Linked DNA regions of Mus musculus: regions 1 and 2 are each linked to region 3. Evidence: chromatin contacts called from public promoter capture Hi-C data. All regions are on one chromosome and are shown on one strand. The core of a region is the stretch at or near the end of the contact, and the rest is flanking DNA. Distances in the headings are between cores, read along the strand shown. Region 1 has its middle 19 kb from the start of Gm36419. Region 2 overlaps Gm36419 (a long non-coding RNA gene). Region 3 holds the start of Papss2 (3'-phosphoadenosine 5'-phosphosulfate synthase 2).

What was found. Promoter capture Hi-C pulls out the DNA fragments that hold promoters and counts their contacts.
Region 1: a contact with region 3 is called in a promoter capture Hi-C map of liver. A contact is called at or near these places in 8 of 39 promoter capture datasets (the C10 cell line, cranial neural crest, embryonic stem cells and 4 more), 18 of 484 Hi-C or Micro-C datasets (8-cell embryo, the AML12 cell line, the G1E-ER4 cell line and 7 more), 9 of 130 datasets of targeted methods (the HPC-7 cell line, bone marrow-derived macrophages, embryonic stem cells and 3 more) and 4 of 9 other capture datasets (adipose tissue, embryonic stem cells, macrophages and 1 more).
Region 2: a promoter capture Hi-C map of liver shows a contact between it and region 3, with 3 times the contacts expected there. A contact is called at or near these places in 6 of 39 promoter capture datasets (3T3-L1-derived adipocytes, the C10 cell line, hippocampal neurons and 2 more), 5 of 484 Hi-C or Micro-C datasets (cortical neurons, embryonic stem cells, granulosa cells and 1 more), 4 of 130 datasets of targeted methods (embryonic fibroblasts, embryonic stem cells, intestinal villus epithelium and 1 more) and 3 of 9 other capture datasets (adipose tissue, liver and pancreatic islet).

The regions. Positions count from the first base shown.
Region 1 is chr19:32,523,453-32,526,178 of GRCm38.p6, reverse strand. No RefSeq gene overlaps it. Among named protein-coding and RNA genes, the nearest start is that of Gm36419, 19 kb to the left of the region's middle.
Region 2 is chr19:32,550,176-32,553,307 of GRCm38.p6, reverse strand. Gm36419 (a long non-coding RNA gene) reads right to left here. Exons shown (of 4, transcript XR_877812.1): 3 at 598-652. Among named protein-coding and RNA genes, the nearest start is that of Gm36419, 8.4 kb to the right of the region's middle.
Region 3 is chr19:32,618,732-32,621,570 of GRCm38.p6, reverse strand. It overlaps Papss2 (3'-phosphoadenosine 5'-phosphosulfate synthase 2), which reads right to left and starts at 1,566. Exons shown (of 13, transcript NM_011864.3): 1 at 1,385-1,566. The coding sequence starts at 1,417.

The sequences.
Region 1 (2,726 bases), core at 204-2,703, 95 kb after region 3:
ATACCAGACTCTACTCGTGTCAAACAGTGGGGTGGTGGTATGGTGATTGCTGCCCCTCACAGAGCTACTGCAACAGGCAGAAGGCATACTCCATTACATGGGGACGAGGAAGGATGGAGATCATTGCCACGAGGCAGTACAGGCAGCTTATGGCAAGTTGGTGGCAGAGCCCTGACGTTTTCATCCATCTCTCTGTTCAAGCCACCTGCTTTATGGAATCAACAGGTTTCAGTAGTGGGACAGTGAGGTCTGGCCTATATAGATGACAGCTGTGTCACTGAGTGAGGACTGAGATGGAGGTCAAACGTAGATATCTTCTTTCTTTGAGAATTCTCCTAAGATTTCGGACATATAAAAAATGGGGCTAAAACCTAATTAACACATACACAGCATGCACATAAAACATATGAGCACACAGCATTTTTAACCTCTGGTATGTAATCTCATGCCAGAGTCACAATTATTGCTCTAACAGGTGGGGTTTTCTTTTTTTTTTAAATAAAATCAATAAACATATGCTGCAACTTGGCTCTATATGGAATTACAGCAAGGTATAGATTGCACCTTATTTTAATAACTTCCAACAGGTGTGAGCTGTGCTGTCTTAGGGTTTCTGCTTCTGCACCATCATCGTGACCAAGATGCAAATTGGGGAGGAAAGGGTTTATTCAGCTTACACTTCCAAATTGCTGTTCATCACCAAAGGAAGTCAGGACTGGAACTCAAGCAGGTCAGAAAGCAGGAGCAGATGCAGAGGCCACAGAGGGATGTTACTCACTGGCTTGCTTCCCCTACCTTGCCCTACTTGCTTTCTTATAGAACCCAAGACTACCAGCTCAGAGATGGTCCCACCCACAAGGGGCCTTTCTCCCTTGATCACTAATTGAGAAAATGCCTTACAGCTGGATCTCATGGAGGCACTTCCTCAACTGAAGCTCCTTTCTCTGTGATAACTCCAACCTGTGTCAAGTTGACACACAAAACCAGCCAGTACATGTGCCTTGCTCTGAAAAACTTCAGATATAATTCTAGGTTATGGTTTAATACAAGAATCAATGAACTTGGACCAGCAAGATGGTTCGGAGAGTAAAGGCACTTGCTTCCATGGCCAACAATGAGCTCCATCCTGGAGACCCACATGTCGGATGGAGAGAACCGATTCCCACAAGTTGTCCTCTGACCTTCACAAGTACACAGCGGCATGCACCTCCTACCCCAACAAATAAATGAGTGTAATTAAGAGAAAAGAATCAAGAGCCTGTCCAACCCCCTGATGAACTAAAAAACAAACAAACAAACAAACAAAAAAACCTTCTAGACTAAGCATGTGGTTCGATCAGCTGGCATGGGAGACAGGAGAAACTGAAGAGGTTGGACATGAGGCTCCCATCCTAAGTTGTTTCTAGCTTCCATTTCTTACAACTTCCTGGTCTCAGCAATTACAGCCAGTGGCCCCAGGGGGCAAAGGGCAGCAGCATCTGGAACACATTTCTATGGCAGGGATGCAGTCAGAGAGTCCAGTAGTTCACAATTAGTCTGCATCATGGAAACAGACTACAAAGCCCCAAATAAACGTGTCCTAATTCCACTGCTAGTCCCGAGGGAGCTGAAGCCAATTTAGATGGAGCCTAAAGTGTTATAGGAAATATAAAATAGCACCACTAACTTCCACCATCTTCTCACTGGCCAGATGGGCCTCATAGCACTAACCGCAGTATCAGGATGAAGTGGAAAACTTAATCTTCCTGTGCTCCAGGGCTTCTCAGGTGTAGGTATGGTCCCCGCCCAGTGCTATTCTATAATATACAGAACCTATTTATAATCTAACACCACGTCTATCGCTGGGTAGGAGAATTTTAGGGTATGCTATAACGTTACATGAGATGATTCCCTTAGGACTGGCTCTTGTACACGTGTTTGAGCGAATGCCAATGAACACAGGTATCCATCTAGGAAAGTGCTTATGACATACATACACAGTAATCAGAGATTTTGGGAGGTGGAAAGAGGTGTCTGAAGCAACGTGGAGGTCTGCTAGACACGCTTTTAGCACTTTTTTTTTTGTAAGAGTGAGACTGCTGTGGAATGTTGTCCTCTGAGCATAGCATGGCCGTTAGCATCTGAATCAGCAGCTTTGAGTACTGGCAGGAAATGGCAGCAAGACTATGCACAGTCATTCATAGGAGGAAGGGAAAGCTTCAGAGACTTACCAGGGAGGCCAGCCACGCCCTACCTCCTAAGCAGCACTTGTTCCCTCATGCAACTGTACACAGCTGCACACTGCTACCTCGGGTGACTAGGCGGTAAACAGTTAGGCAAAGGGGCCTCTATCTTTGCAGTGTTTGAGAGGTCTACACTCGTGCTTGGTTGGGACTTCCAGTGATGCTGGTGTTTTAAGGGTCCTCTGTATTCCATTAGGTAAGCCTGATAAACTCACCGGTTCACAAAGCTAGGCACAGTGGCATACCATATAAAGTATCAAATTCGTATATCTTTGGATTTTATTGTGTTGGAAAGTTTGATTTTTTTTAGTCCTAAAAACCACATGGTATTGGTACACAGAGAGAGACAGGTAGTTCAAGGGAATAGAATTAAAGAGCCACAATTGAACTCACACACCTATGGTCACTTGATCTGTGACAAAGAAGCCAAAACCATCCAGTGAAAAAAAGACAGCATATCAGCCAATGTTGCTGGCTTAAGTGTCAGCCAGTATATGGAAAAAT
Region 2 (3,132 bases), core at 553-3,052, 68 kb after region 3:
AACTCTTCAGGTGGACCTGAGTGCTGTGCTTCAAAGAGCATGGAGGTGCAACAACATGAGGAGGCTTGGATGAGCTAGGAATGCTCTAGTTGCTGGCCCCTCTGTCTGGCCTTGGTGAAACCAACTCAGAGCAATGGAACCTGATTCTCCCTTGGCAAAGGTTTGGGCACCAACTCAGAGGCCAATTGGATTCACTCTCCAGGCAGCATTTATGCCAATGCCAGAACCCTGAATATTCCATCCATAATTGATATGTAGATTTGCTTTGCCCTGCGTTCTTTAAGGTCAAACTCAAGGGTCTGTGATCTATACCAGTTCTTGCCACACACAGACATACATGTACACTCACATGCATGAACACTCACATACATGCACACATGTACATACATGCATACCCATATGCATACATGTACATGCATGCACACTCACACAAACTCATACATACAGAAACATGTAACATGCAAATACATGCACACTCAAATACACATTCGTGCAAAGCATGCACACACACATGCAGACTCGCGCTCACTCTCTCTGTCTCTGTCTGTCTCTGTTTCTGTCTTTGTCTCTGTCTCTGTCTCTCTCTCTCTCTCATACCTGCTAGCCACAATTCCACCATATGCCACCAAGGATTCAAAGGGCAAATTCAAATCTGAAAAATAAAGGCAACAGAAAAGGTTAATTTATAAACCAACTTTTTTCATTTCCTCTGTACGCTCATGTTAATGGAGGCACTCATTACAAAACTAGTTCCAACTGTCCAAACTTCCCTTTGTAATGTGACTTTTAGTCCCCACCCACAAAAAGTAGAATATACCTTTCCTACCCCCTTGAAAATGGGCCACCCTAGGATATGCTGTGTATGACTACACACACACACACACACACACATACACACACACTTATGAATTCCAAGCTGCTTCAAGTCCATCTCTCAGAGTCTTGTGACTGCCTTGTGAACCATGCATGCTGGCCTGCTGAAGGATGAGAAACATGGAACAGAATTGAGTCATTCCAGCCATCCAGAGAGGCTCTAACCCTGTGAGTAAGCCCAATCCCAGACCAGAAGTAGAGTACAAATGTAGCCCAGATGACTGAAAATTCATGACAGAGTCCAGCCACAGTGAATAGAACCATCCAGCTGTTGATAAACTCTCAAACAATAATTAGTAACTATTTCAAGCCTCTCGAGTTTGGGATAGTTTGTTTCACAGCAATGGCTAACAACCTATAAGGTCCAATAGGCACTCACGCTTAGCCAGCTACCTTGTAAGGGATTTATCACATACTCTGTATGTATGATTTCCTAGTGGGGTTTTTGTGGTAATCCCAAAAGCTGTTTAGGTTTTCATTTGTTTAATAAATAATGTGGCTCATTTCTACCTGCATACACATATTGGAGAGACAAAACATCACATTATTGTGCTATCTAAATGGCGTTTGGCAGCTGTATCTAATATAAAAGTGTTTGGTTTTTTTCTGGCAGTAGCTGAGCCATGAGCTAAACCATGTTGAAAGAGGTCACTGTGGACTTTAAGCCAGGTCTGTTCTCACTGTGTTTACTGCTTATCCCGAGCTTGATAACATTAAATCAGTTATTCATGTCTGCCAGAACAAGTCTGCTGCTTCTATTCAAGACCAGAATAATCTTACGTTTATGAGTCAGCCCAAAACACATCTCCTGCCCAACACATTCAGAAATCTTGAGTCAGTTCTAGGATTACTTGGAAAACTGTGTGAATAACTGTGTATAAAGGGGGTGCTGTTAGAAACAGTGCACTTCAGTAAAGCCACCCACATCACAGACTAGGACAAGGTTGAGCAACGGGTGAGTTTGATTTCTATTCCCCCAACCCCCAGGTCTTAAAATTAAACTTTGAAAAAGCTATAATTAAATCTCATAGAGAAGACCAGTAGTTTCTAGGATGCGTTCAATATTGAGCCATCATTTTAATCGCACAGACGTTTCTAATAAAATATAATTTTGAAATGTCATTAATAACTTGACGAGTGGTTTGGGACGTTCTAGAAAAGTTTTTTAGTAATTCATCCGAGTCATGGATTGCCCCAAAGAGAAAGAAAACCCAGTTGTAAAACAGGTTTTCCAACCAACATATATTCTGCCAGTGCCTCTGGTTATAAGGCTAAACAGGTACCCTGCTTCCCGATAAGTCTGTTTGCGCCTATTGATATCTTGACAGAACAATTTTTCTCAAACCTACAGAGAAATAAATGACTCATTAAGTTGCTTAAGGTTGACATATAATAATCTATTATTAACAAAGCCTATCCATCACTCAAGGTGATGGAGGCTGTAAGCTACTCACACATCTCTAACTAAGATAAAAAAAAAAAACTTCTAGAAAACCAAATGGTTCTGTTTTTCTGTCCTCATCCACAGTATTTCATGATCTCCAGGCAGACGCTAATTTATCTATGGTTACTACAAATCTTAAGACAATTTCTGCAGAGTAAGCTATCCCCTTGCAGGGCTTAGGGGGGAGTGGAAATAAGGTGAACACAGAGCAAAGGTGGAGGCAGCAGCGCATTTTATTTTTCTGACCTTGTCCTGCAGTTGGATGCTTCTCTAGTAGTAAACCTAGATAAACGCTCCTGGGCACTAGTTGGAGCCAGCTGGACCATGTTTGTTTTTAGTCTGTATTGAGCAACCATCTAGCAAAACCAGGCACTTTTCACTAAGCAGCAAGGCCCAGGTACAGACAGCTGCTCCCAAGGGGAAATGCCAGTTAACTCTCTCCCAAAGCAAATACGGCTTACCCTAATTATGGAATTCAGATTTCCAACATCAAACGCCACGTGTACCTTACTTCCTGCAGCTGATGTTGGCTCATTAGTCACCCTTCAGATTAGAACCCTGTGGATGCCAGAAGCCATAGCTTCTGTGAGTCCTGTCTTGTCTACCTGGTCATATTTCATCTCCAAACCTGTGTCTTTTAGTCTCACAGCTGAGGTCTGAAGGGGAGGAAAAAGAAATTAACTTCCCAGCTCTTCTTGAAAGGAATGCCATTCTAATAGTTTCTAGGATAGCCGTTCTCAACCTGAGGGTTGCGACCCCCTTTTTGGGTCGAATGACCGTTTTACAGGAGTCATGTCAGATATTTACATTATGAT
Region 3 (2,839 bases), core at 317-2,816:
ACGGGCCTGGTGCAGTTCTTGTGAACCAATCCCCTAATGAATAAAGGAGCCAATCACTGGGCAAGTAGGAGGGACTTCTGGGTTGGAGGGCGGAAGGAAAAAGGCAGGAGATAGTTCCTTTTTGGAATGGGGACAACATCAGGGTGAGATGTAACTGCTAGAGTTTCCCATTATCATGGAGGATCCACAAGGATTCACCACTGGAGGAATCGGATTATAATAAGGCTTACAAGATTAGGTTTCAGTTGTTGCGTCCAGAGTTAAGTTACCATTGTTCCTGAACTTAGTTTGTGTTGGCGGTTTCCTTCATGTGGTGGCTCATCTGGGTTCAAAGAGTAGCAAAGAGTGGGTCTGCACCTGATGTGTACCACAAAGGTCGTGGGGAGGGGGGGCGGGGAGGGAGAGTTGAAGCGTGGGGCTGGCGTGGTAACGACCAGCCAGTAGAAACTTAGCGAGCTGGGTGGAATGTTTTGGGAGCTCAAGGCCAGAGAGTCTCCACGAAATAAAACAGGTCGGCCATTGCCTGCCAGTGCATGGCCAACCAGGCAGCTGGGGCGAGCCGGTCGTTTTTTAATATTTCCCGCAACACACAGGCCTGAAGAGAGTGTCAGATGACCTGGAACTGGAGTTACAGACAGTTGTAAGCTCACATGTGGATGCTGGGGACAGAATCCAGGACCTGAACCTCTGAGATGTTTCTCCAGGCTAAGAAATATTTTAAAGTGTGTTTAGTTGTAGATTTGAATACAGTTTATGGCTAAAAACCTGAGACAGGTGATTTATATATGTCCAAACTCAGCAAAAGAAACACATCTAATATCAAACATTTGTATAATAATTATATTTCAATTAAGCTGCTGTAAAAATTAGTGTGTTATATCAAATAAATAATATTAAACAAAATTTAAACTTCAGAGAGGAATCTAAATTAATTGTGATAAGACTACTATTATTTAACCACTATTTAATCCTGGCTATTCACTTCTTACTGAAGTAGGAATGACCTGTTTGGTAATTAAATTGTTTACTTACATGATCTTGTTTTATTAAGTAAACTAACCAGTTACAAACCTAAATATACCACCAGTTACATTACCTTTTCGTATATATAACTTTGTGTTTATACCTTGGTTATAGAATCATACTATTTTTAAGCTACTTTATCCCTTTAAAATTAAAAAATAAAAATTATTAAGCACCAGCTATTTACTAAGAATTGTAATAATTTGGAGTGTCAGAAGGCAGCCCAGACACACAACCAGTAAGGCCACTGCTGAAGCTTTCTACTATACCAGCAGGAAGTCTGCAACAAAAACTGTTGAGACCATAGCAGCAAAACGTCAGACACCTGGATAAAGTTGCCAGATTTCAAGGGCTTACTTACTCTTTTATGGTTCATTTTGAAATTTGCAGACATGATAATTCTTCAGAGTTTAGGTAACTTCCTCCAAGACATGATATCTGATGTTGAGAATACTCGGTTACAAACTGGCTTTGCTGGCCATTGGGGTGAATGAATGAGCTGCAGAGTCTGTGAAGGTCTGTGAGGTGGGTGTGAATGGGAATGGGGAAGAGAAGGCAACCTCACACTCCAGAACCCTGAATTCAGACTTTCTACTGCAGCACCCTCCCCCTCTATCAACCAATGAGCAAGGACTCTTTTTTTTTTTTTTTTTTTTTTTGGAACCCTGCCATTCCTCTTCTGGCTGGCACAACTCACAAATTCTAGTGTGGAAGGAAAGGCCAATGATCTACGGAGGTCAGCCTGCACACTTTAATAAACTGCTTGGAGAAAAACAATAACTAAAACATACCTACACATATATACCTAATCACCTCTGTTATTAATTTTTTTAAATCTATACTGGAATCTATAAAGGAATAAATTATTCCTTATTTTCTAGCTCAGGAAGTACGGACCATGATGTCCTCTGGGTGCCTACCCAGCATGTAGTTTTGATGGGATAAGGTGTGGGCTCCTGACAGGCAGAGGCAGTGCCCCATGAGTTCTTGTCATTATACCAAGCCAACAGGACATTGGTAGAATTAAAAAACTTCCTGAAATGCCCAAGGAAAGACACAAGAGCAGAGAACCTCATATCATATGGTAAATGGACAGATGGTGACATGTTCATAGCTCTTCGCTTATATCCCAGAGACTTCTTGATGTCCCCATCTGAGTGTCTCTGGATGACAAAACACAGAGAAAAAAAAAAAAACCAACAACCCGTGCTTTTCTGAAGATTTTATAGACAAAGCAAAACAAAACAAAATATGAACTTGGCATTTCTTTTCCTAAAAACATTAAAATGAAGGTGCCACATGGGTCGAGGAGATTCCTCAATCAAGAGAACAAACTGAAACAAGACAAAATGTCCTTAGGTTTCTTCATTCGCCTGTGGTAAAGATGGAACCAGACAGAAAGAGCAAAGATGCCATGGCCTAAAGACATGCTCGTCTCCTGCCAGTTCAACTTTCAGCTATGCTTTGAAAATGGGAAACCCTGCCTGAGTCTGCAAAGGATTTCTGGGGATTTAGAAATATTGGTTAAACAAATGGAGCCATTTGGGAACCTTTAAACAGAAAACATGACTCCAGGACAAGGCTTTAGTGACAACTGTGATTGTATATGCTCGTTCCTTTTAGAAGGTGTGACCCTGTTGGAGTGGGTGTGTCACTGTGGGTGTGGGCTTTAAGACCCTCATCCTAGCTGCCTGGAAGCCAGTATTCTGCTAGCTGCCTTCAGATGAAGACATAGAACTCTCAGCTCCTCCTGCACTGTGCCTTCCTGGATGCTACCATATTTCTGCCTTGATAATAGACTAAACCTTTGAACCTA